Regions from separate parts of the Sus scrofa genome. Here region 1 is linked to region 2. The links are chromatin contacts, called in public Hi-C maps. All regions are on one chromosome and are shown on one strand. The core of a region is the stretch at or near the end of the contact, and the rest is flanking DNA. Distances in the headings are between cores, read along the strand shown.

Region 1 (4,494 bases), core at 411-2,910, 82 kb before region 2:
ATAGAGCGCGGCAGGGGACCAGCAGCGTGCGAGCAGCACAGGCCGGGGCGGCCACCGAATGCCCCCCCAGACCCAGCGGCCAGTGGCCTTGCGAGCCGTGATCTGTCATAGGGACCCGCAAACCCAAGACACCGAGGCTAAATACACAAAACGAAAGTGGACCCCCGAGGGTCTTAGTGCGAGCAGACGCTCGGTCCCTGCATAGAGCGGAGAGGGTCACCTTCTCCCGCGCCACCCAAACCCTGGCGGTGGGAGTTAAAGTGGAAAGTCGTTGCTAACGGACCGCACCAGGCCAGAGAGGGGTCGGCCTGGGCACACCGCCCTCCAGCCACTAAGCGGCGGCCGTCTGTTCGAACACGTCCAGGTTACGTTCCCTACCCTAGCGAAGTAACAGCAACAGCTGTCAATTCGTCAATTAGTAGTGAGTATGTGACACCACCCCGAAGGACGAAGGAGACGATGTCCAGAATTTTCCCCAGCGCCTGCCTTCCGCCGGCACTCGCAGTCCACTGAGACCTTTTCTGAACACGCACAACGATTCCACCGGGTGCGAGGTTTTCTGCTCAGAGGAGGACACCGGGGCCTTGCGCACCAGTCAGAAGGCCGCGCTGCCGCCGGCTGCACTGCGGCCGCGCCCTCGGGTCGAGGCGCTGAGCCCACCAGGGTCCCGTTCCCCCGGCTTGGGCTGCGCTTCACGAGGGAAAGGCCATGGGCCAGGGCCGGGCCCCCGGTGCCTCCCGGGAACGAGCGACCGGGAAACGCCCAGGCTCGGCAGCGTACAGTCCCGTGGGCCGGGAGGGGACAGGCGAACTGCCTGCCTGGCAGCGCACGCGACTTGACAGCCTCGCATAGGGCCCTCGGCAGCGCGCCAACCTTTGGCTGGTAAACCAGAGCAGATTCTCGCAGGCCTAGTCTAGCGTTCGGCCCGTGGACTCTGAGGACCCGCTTCAGCCGCTCTTCCGCATCCGGGAGGAGAGGGTTCCCCGAAATGCTTTCGTCCCTCTCTCAAACCTGAGCCCCGGGCGGCCAGGAAGCCGCAAGGCGGGGCGCAGGCCGTGATCCCGAAGGTGCCCGATGGCTCCTCACGCCCTCCAGCCTGGGGCGCTTCACCGAATGGGACGCACGGAGTAGCCGAGTGGATCCTCAAATCTGCATTCTTTCGGGCGATAAAATATGTTCTCGTATTTTTTCGTGATTTCCCATTAAAACCTTTGCCTAACTAAACTCCCATCCAACGGGATTTATTTCGTCCCCGGGGAGATAAATCAGGGGGCAAATTTACAGCCCGGGAGGCACCTGCCGCGCTAATGGGCCCTTCATGGAGTGCGCGGCCGGCGGGGGCGCGCGCAGACGGCCGGGCTCTGGCCAATGGTCGGGCCGCGGGCGCCAGCAGCCAATCAGCGCGCGCGCCGCGCTGGGGCCCCGCGGTTATCAGCGCGCCCGGGCCGCGCGGCGCCGCTCCGACCGGCCCCGGAGTCGCTGCCGCCGCCGCCGCCGCCGCCCGTCGTTCCCCAGCCGCCGCCCAGCCCGCTCCGGAGCCGCCGCCCGGCCGCCCGCCCTCGCGCCAGCCCTCCGCGCCGTCGGCGCCCGCGCCCCACGCCCCCGCTGCAGCCGGCGCCCGCCCGGGCCGCGCGCAAACTTCCCGGCGGGCGCGGGCGGCGGCGGCGGCGGGGCCCGGATGGGCGCCCGGGCCGGCGGCGGCGGCGCCCATGGACGCTAACCGCCCGGGCGCGTTCGTGCTGAGCAGCGCGCCGCTGGCAGCGCTGCACAACATGGCCGAGATGAAGACGTCGCTGTTCCCGTACGCGCTTCAGGGCCCGGCCGGCTTCAAGGCGCCCGCGCTGGGCAGCCTGAGTGCGCAGCTGCCGCTGGGCACCCCGCACGGCATCAGCGACATCCTGGGGCGGCCCGTGGGCACGGCGGGCGGCAGCCTCCTGGGCGGCCTGCCCCGTCTCAACGGGCTCGCCTCGTCGGCCGGCGTCTACTTCGGGCCCGCGGCCGCCGTGGCGCGCGGCTATCCCAAGCCGCTGGCCGAGCTGCCCGGGCGCCCGCCCATCTTCTGGCCCGGCGTGGTGCAGGGCTCGCCCTGGAGGGACCCGCGCCTGGCCGGCCCGGGTAGGTGGTCCGCGGGCGAGTTCGGCGTGGGGCCGAGGTGCGGGCGGGGGCGCGGGCCCGCCAGCCGCGCTCACCTGCTCTCGTTTGCAGCCCAGGCCGGCGGGGTCCTGGACAAGGACGGCAAGAAGAAGCACTCGCGACCGACCTTCTCAGGGCAGCAGATTTTCGCGCTGGAGAAGACTTTCGAGCAGACCAAGTACCTGGCGGGTCCGGAGCGCGCCCGCCTCGCCTACTCTCTGGGCATGACTGAGAGCCAGGTCAAGGTGAGGCAGCTGCGGCCCGGCGGGCCCGCCGATCCCGCGGCGCCGAAGCAGACCCGCTCGCTCCCCCGCGCCCTGCGAACGGGAAGGGGCTGCGAGCGGCCGCCTGGGCCCCTGCGGCCGGAGCCGGGTCAGAGGGGTGGCCTGGGGCGTCGCTCCACGTCCAAGCGGGCGGCGGGGTCTTCGCCGGGGCCGCCAGGTGGTTCGGGGGGCGCTGCCTGATGAGCACCCCCCACCCCAGGTGTGGTTCCAGAACCGCCGGACCAAGTGGCGCAAGCGGCACGCGGCGGAGATGGCGTCGGCCAAGAAGAAGCAGGACTCGGACGCCGAGAAGCTGAAGGTGGGCGGCTCGGACGCGGAGGACGACGACGAGTACAACCGGCCCCTGGACCCCAACTCGGACGACGAGAAGATCACGCGGCTGCTCAAGAAGCACAAACCCTCGAACTTGGCGCTGGTCAGCCCGTGCGGCGGCGGCGCGGGGGACGCCTCCTGAGGACGCGGCGGCGAGGCCGGACAACCAGGGTACGGGCCGCGGGCCGGCGCCCCGCCAGCCGCCCGCGCCGGAGTGTGTATATATATTTTTACAGCAGAATAAGTTATAAAGCGGCCCGGCTCGGGATGGGCGAGCGAGTCCCCGGCCGCCCCCGCGTCCCTGTCCCGGGCTCTTGGCGTGGGCGCAGCACCGGGTTCGCCGCTGCCGAGCGTCCTGGGCGGAATCACTTTGTATAATCAATAAATTATTTAACACGTCCCCGTCGGAGCTGGGGCTCCCGAGGCTGCACCGCGTGTTTCTTCCTCATCGAACACCGCGGGCGAGGCGCCCTGCGCGGCGGCGCCGCCGCCCGCAGCCCCTGCTCGGCCCTCTGTCCCAGGTCCCCGGTCGGGTCGTCTATCCCGCGGGCTCCGCGCCCTCGGCCGGAGGCGGTCCTGGGCCTGGAGCGGGTCCTGCTCCGTAGCGGAGCTCGATGGAGCCCTGGGCCGCGCAGGCGGCCGCAGCGCGCAGGACCGAGGGCATCGCGAGGCCGGCCTGGAGCAGGCAAGGGCCCCCGGGCCCTGGGAACCCTCCAGCGGCTGCCTGAGGGAAGGGGGCCACCCTGCGCGAGAGCCGAGAAGAGCCAGGACTCAGCGAGGTGGAGCGGAGCCCCGGGCGCCAGGACAGAACGGGGCGCTGGGTGCAAGTCGGCGGCGGCTCCTCCGGTGCAGGCGGTGCAGGCAGCTCGGGCTGGAGGCAGCAGGTACGACCCCTGGCCCCTCCGCAGTACCTCCCCCAATTCCCGCGGCCGCAGCCTGGGGCGCCCTCCCCCAGACGTCTCAGGGCCACAGTTTTCCCGCCTCAGATGGATAGAGTTTGAGCAAATGGAACCCCGTCTGGGGGTGTCCGGAAGGGGCACTGGGGCCCAGGCTTTCCCCTGGGTGTGTGTGTGTGTGGGGGGGCAGCCACCTGGGCCCTGGCTTCACTGACTGTTTTGGTCTCTGATGATGCAGATGCAAACATGCCTGGGTAGCTGCATGAGTAGCCCAGCAGCACTAAACTCACATTGGGTGAAATAAATCAGGTTTTAAATTCATCTGCGCTATGGCCCTTCTGCTACCACTTAATGGATTTTTTTCATCAGTAGAAAGTGCTATTTATTTCAAACTGGGATTACAAAGACATCCAAAATAATTCTGCACACCCTGGGCGGCTCCCAGTTCCCTTAGCTGGCCCTGGCGTTTCCTCCGCGAGTGTGGCCCTGGCACCTGGAGGAAGCACATCTGGCCGGTGCTTGGACTTGTCCTCCTCCTGGCCAGCTCCCTCCTTGACCCAGGGGTGCCTCCCTGGATGGGCCAGGCCCCCAGTCCGGCCCCCGGGCCCCACACTGGGGCCCGGGGCCGGGATTCTGGTTAACAGCGGCCCGGATCTGCTCTGGTTCACACAGGTCCCACCAGTGCAGGTTGCGTGGAGACACCACGTGCTTGCTTGTTCATGGGCATAACTGTTGTGTTAATTTTAAAAACGAAATCTAACCGATTATATATTACTGTAAGGTTTCTCTTGGAAGGCGTTATTGAAAATGTTGCAGAGACATGTAAAGGGCTGAAGTTTCATGTGTGTTTTTTTGCTGACTGCTGCACC
Region 2 (4,452 bases), core at 1,254-3,753:
CACATTTTGGGCCCGAGGTCCTCCCTGGCAAGTTTTCACCCCACAAACAGCCGCACAGAAGGTGCCACACCATCCCCCGTCCTCCCCGAGGGCTTTCCCACCAGGCTGTGCGGTGTCTGGACTCGCCCAGCCTCTGTCGTCTGGAGGGACAACTCCCGCAGCACACAGCTCACCGCCTCCAGAGCTCACGGAAAACCACGGCATCTGAGACTCGAGCCCCTCGGCCACGTGGCCAGGCCACGGCAGCTCTCGGACCCCCGGGATCGCAGCCCAGGGGGCTAAGGGGGTTTCCAGAGTGGCAGGGGGGCTCCGCTCTGCTGCTGGCCCCCCGCCAGGATACCCCCGCCCCTCAGAATCCCAGCCAGATAAAATTAACCTGGTGGCAATTGTCCACTCTGTTTGATAGCCCAACGCCAGCTCATCCGTTAGCGGGAAATAAAAAAGTCAAGCCTAAATGTATAAAAAATTATGATGGAAGTCCTAAATAAGGCCGGGGCTGCAAGCTTATTGAGTCAAAAATCAATCAATCAATGAACGAGTGGATTAGCCGCACCTCCTAAGCCCCAAAGAAATAATTTGCCCAAACACCGGGGTTTAACAGTGGAGGACCAAATTCCAACACTTTTAGGAAGTAAATAATGAAAAATCAATTTAAAGAAAAAACAGATCAAGAACCCTGGGCTGTGACGTGTGGACACATTTACTGCTGGATGCCGGCTCTCGGCTGACCCGAAAACTTCGGAAGGGGTTTATTTACTTTCAACACCTTCCAGAGATCAATATTTTTAATTTGGATCCGAGTTATTATTTTTCACATCACAGCAGCGGGGAGCAGAGGAAAGTGGCTCATATTTTAGTGCTAAAAAGATCGATATGACAGTTTCACCTTCCCTGCAGCCCGGCCGCCGCCCGGCCGCACATCACCGCGTCCCGCGGGGCTGCGGGAGTCGCAGCCAGGAGCGGCGTCACCCCGCCCACGAGGCAGACAGCCGTGATTTAGCTGAGTGCAGAGGGCCCGGTGCCCTCGGAAAACCAATCTTGCCTCCCTCACTTCATCAGGCCTGTCTGGACCCGCAGGCCGGCGAGAGGCAGGGAGCAAGCGGCCGGGCCGTTCGGGAGGGGCCCTAAAGCAGATGGGCCCCCTCATCAGAAATGCATTTGCCTTTCTCCTCTCGGATCAAAGAACATCAGTAAACTCCATTAACGATCCATACGTTTCCCTCAAATCTCATCCAGGAGAGCAGAGCTGGGGAAGGGGCATGTCTCGGAGCAGGGAGCCAGGAGGGGTCTGGGGCATCTCCTGAGCAGGGGCGCAGCTTCAGGGCTGGGTGGGGTGGGGGGAGGCCTGGGACCACGTTGGGAAAGAAGACGTGCCACTCCCCCACCCCACCCCCCAGCAGGTGCCCGGGGCCGAGAGGGCCCAGACCCGCCTGCAAAAGGAGACGGGGGATCCGGGCTGGGCCGGGAGGCGCCTGCGGTGGGGGTTGGGGGGCAGCCCCTCCTGGGGGGGGGTCTTACTTCACTGCAGCCCGCCACTGCCCCGTCTCCCCTGCTGTGCCCTGGACGAGCCTCCCGTCCTCCCGGCTCCCCGTACATCCGGCCTGCAGCCCTCGGCTCCACCAGCCGAGCCATCCAAGGCTGTGCCTCCTAAGCTGCAAGGCGGAGCCCCCAGACTGACCCCCAGACTGGCCCCCAGACTGGCCCCCAGACTGGCCCCCGGACTGGCCCCCGGACTGGCCCCCAGACTGGCCCCCAGACTGGTCCCTAGACCGGCCCCCGGACTGACCCCCACACTGGCCCCCAGACTGACCCCCAGCAGCCTGCAGCCGGACATCCACCTGACCCTGGTCTTCAGGGCAGTGCACCCCATGGCCTCGAGCCGGTCCTCGGGTTGGCGCTCTCCAGGGGGGCCCACGCCCAGGGTCACCCGCATCTGACCCACCGATGACCCTGGCTCCTCCACCCTGGGACCCCTCCTTCCCAGCTCAAACGTCTGCTGGGCGCCCAGCACGTGCCGGCCCACCTCCAGGCCCTGGGCAGCAGCTGCTGCTTCTGGCGATGAAACTGGGGAGGAAGACACAGCCCTTGTAAGAACACCAACACCCAGCATGACAGGTGGCTGCTGCCAGGACACAAGGGCCCAGGCAGCTGAGGGCTGGACCAGCGAGCGAGCTCCCGCCGTCCCGTCCAGCTCGCGTGTGGCCAGACCCTTGGCGCACAGTGGCGGCTGACGAGTGCCCGTGAACAGGCTGCCACGCAGCACGCAGGCCCCGCGTCTCTGAGAAACAGATTTCCAACCCTTGACTTGCCATAGAAGACGCAGACACAGGGACCTGCCCCAGGACAGCCAGGCCCAGGACCAGAGCAGCCCCTACTTAAATGAGTGGCCCTTTGGGATGGTTTTTATGAACAGACAAAACTGGACGTCATCATTTGACCTGAGTCTGAAAATTGCCCTGTGAGCAGCTCCCGCTCAGAACGCGAAATGCTGCTTTGGCGCCATCTCCTGGTAAGGATGCAGACTTGCAGGCTCCCGCCTGGGCCGCTGCCCCAGGTCACACCTCCCCCAGCCTCTGCTCCCGGGTCATGCACCCCCAGGCCACTGCCCCCAGGCACCCCCCAAGGCCACAGTCCCCCAGGTCGGGCCCCCAGGCCGCTAGCCCCCAGGGCATGGCCTCCCCAAGGCCACAGCTGCTCCAGCCACAGCCCCTGCGAGCCCAGAGCCCCCACCCCCAGCCCGGCCCCGGCCCCCATGTTTCTGCGCCCCCCCCGCCCCCGTAGTGCTCATCACCAGGTGCAGGTTCAGGTTCGACCTCTTTCTGGGAACAGGCTACTATTTTCTGATCCCTATTAATACCTGTGACAGCATTTATGTACAAGATAAATTCATTTCAATTTCCTTTTTCAATTAATGGCCTATTATTTGAACCACACTCAGCTGAAAATATTGCTCCAATACCATTAATCTTGTAAAAATTAAATTTTCCTCTCTCTGACAGCTGGAGGCCACCAGGCTGGGGCGGAAGGGTGGCCACGTGGCAGGCCAGTGCTGCCTGGGCCCCAAGGTGCAGGGCCCTCTCCACCGCGACATCCTGGGGACCCGGCAAGGATGGTTCTATGCATGGCGCACTGAGGGGCAATGGACGGGCGCAGAGCGGGTGGCGCTGCCCCGGCCAGGGCCACGCAGGATTTTATCACCAGCCATTACGGGCCCAGTCGGGAGACGGTGACAGATGCGCCTCGCCCTGAGCAGAGTCTGGGACGAGGTCCAGTGCAGGAGTTCACGGCACCACTGACCGCTTCCCACAGGGAAACCCTGCTGTCCCCGTCATCTAACCGGCCGTGAACGCGCCTGCCCAGGACTGTGGTTTCAGGAGGGACCACCAGGAGGGCGGTGACCCGGATGGGAGCTGCGCCGAAGAGCAAGCAGACGCCCCCACACCCTCTGCGGGCAGGGCCGGCCTCCACCCTCAGCTCCACACGGTCCACCCACCCAGAGCCCCAGACCTGGGCTCGGCGCCAGGTCCCGCACTGTCCGGCCTGCCCAGGGAGGCACCGTCCCAGGCCAGAACCGCCCAGGAGGGCCCTGTCTCTGGCTAAGTGCCATCATGGACTGGGGACCAACCAGAGAGGAATTGCTGCGGGGCTGTGAGGTGCCTCGGGTGTGTGGTGCACCCGGTTTCAGACCCGTACACCTGACAAGCCCCGCGCGCGGCTACAGCACCGTCTGCGGAGTCTCTGTGCTGCACCTGCAGCAGGAGTGCGGGCGGCAGCCTCCCTTCGTCCTGTCGCTGGCAGTGGCCGTGAGTACCCCGGCATCTGGCTGGGGCACAGCGTCAAACAGCCAGCGCTGGCCACTTACAATTACTGCCCCTGTGGGTCAGACGCTCAGGCGGGGGTCCTCAGCGACGTCCGTCGCAAGATGGTTGTTTCGCCGGGGACGTGGCTGAGCCACGGGGACGTGGCGCTGCAGCTTTCTGCTTCCACGCAGGTGGTGAACCGACATCTGGAGAGAAAGCTCGAGGGACCAAGCGAGACCACAAAGCGGCTCTCGCAGCCGGGGGCGCCTCCCAGGCCGCCGTGTCTCTGCTCAGCCCACCGAGCGCTGCGGCCGGAGGAGAAAGGCAGTCACGCAGCCCGTCACGACAGGCGACACAGAGCAGACCCCGGGGAGCTGGAAAACCGTGACGACGTCCACGGGCGCGTGTGAGGCAGAGGAGCCAAGGCCCCACCTTCCCTTCCCCGTCTGCTCAGCCCAGCGGCACCCGCGGCCCAGGGCTCGCTCGGGGCCGCCCCTGGGCAGAGGCCGGGCCCCTCAGCCCTGCGTCCGCCACCCCCGCCTCGGTGCCCGGCAGACACGGCCTGCGCCGCAGACCTCCGCGCAGGGCTTCCAGCCTCCTGGCCTTTTGGAGGAGCCGGGAGGCGGTCCCGGAGGCTTTTCTGCTCCCTTTT

What was found. Hi-C and Micro-C count contacts between places; a contact is called where the count stands out from the background.
Region 1: a contact with region 2 is called in a Hi-C map of skeletal muscle, with 5 times the contacts expected there. The contact joins the promoter of NKX6-2 here to the enhancer-like site in region 2. A contact is called at or near these places in 5 of 47 Hi-C or Micro-C datasets (embryonic fibroblasts, epiblast stem cells, fetal heart ventricle and 2 more).

The regions. Positions count from the first base shown.
Region 1 is chr14:140,896,280-140,900,773 of Sscrofa11.1, reverse strand. It overlaps NKX6-2 (homeobox protein Nkx-6.2), which reads left to right and starts at 1,660. Exons shown (of 4, transcript XM_021073891.1): 1 at 1,660-2,115; 2 at 2,206-2,378; 3 at 2,617-3,613. The coding sequence starts at 1,710. The coding sequence ends at 2,871.
Region 2 is chr14:140,814,797-140,819,248 of Sscrofa11.1, reverse strand. All of the region lies in intron 4 of INPP5A (type I inositol 1,4,5-trisphosphate 5-phosphatase), which reads right to left. Among named protein-coding and RNA genes, the nearest start is that of INPP5A, 80 kb to the right of the region's middle. Within about 2 kb of position 2,503, at least 6 of the 83 cell types and tissues checked have an H3K27ac peak or open chromatin away from gene starts, as enhancers often do. A contact at or near this core is called in skeletal muscle, where this site is marked.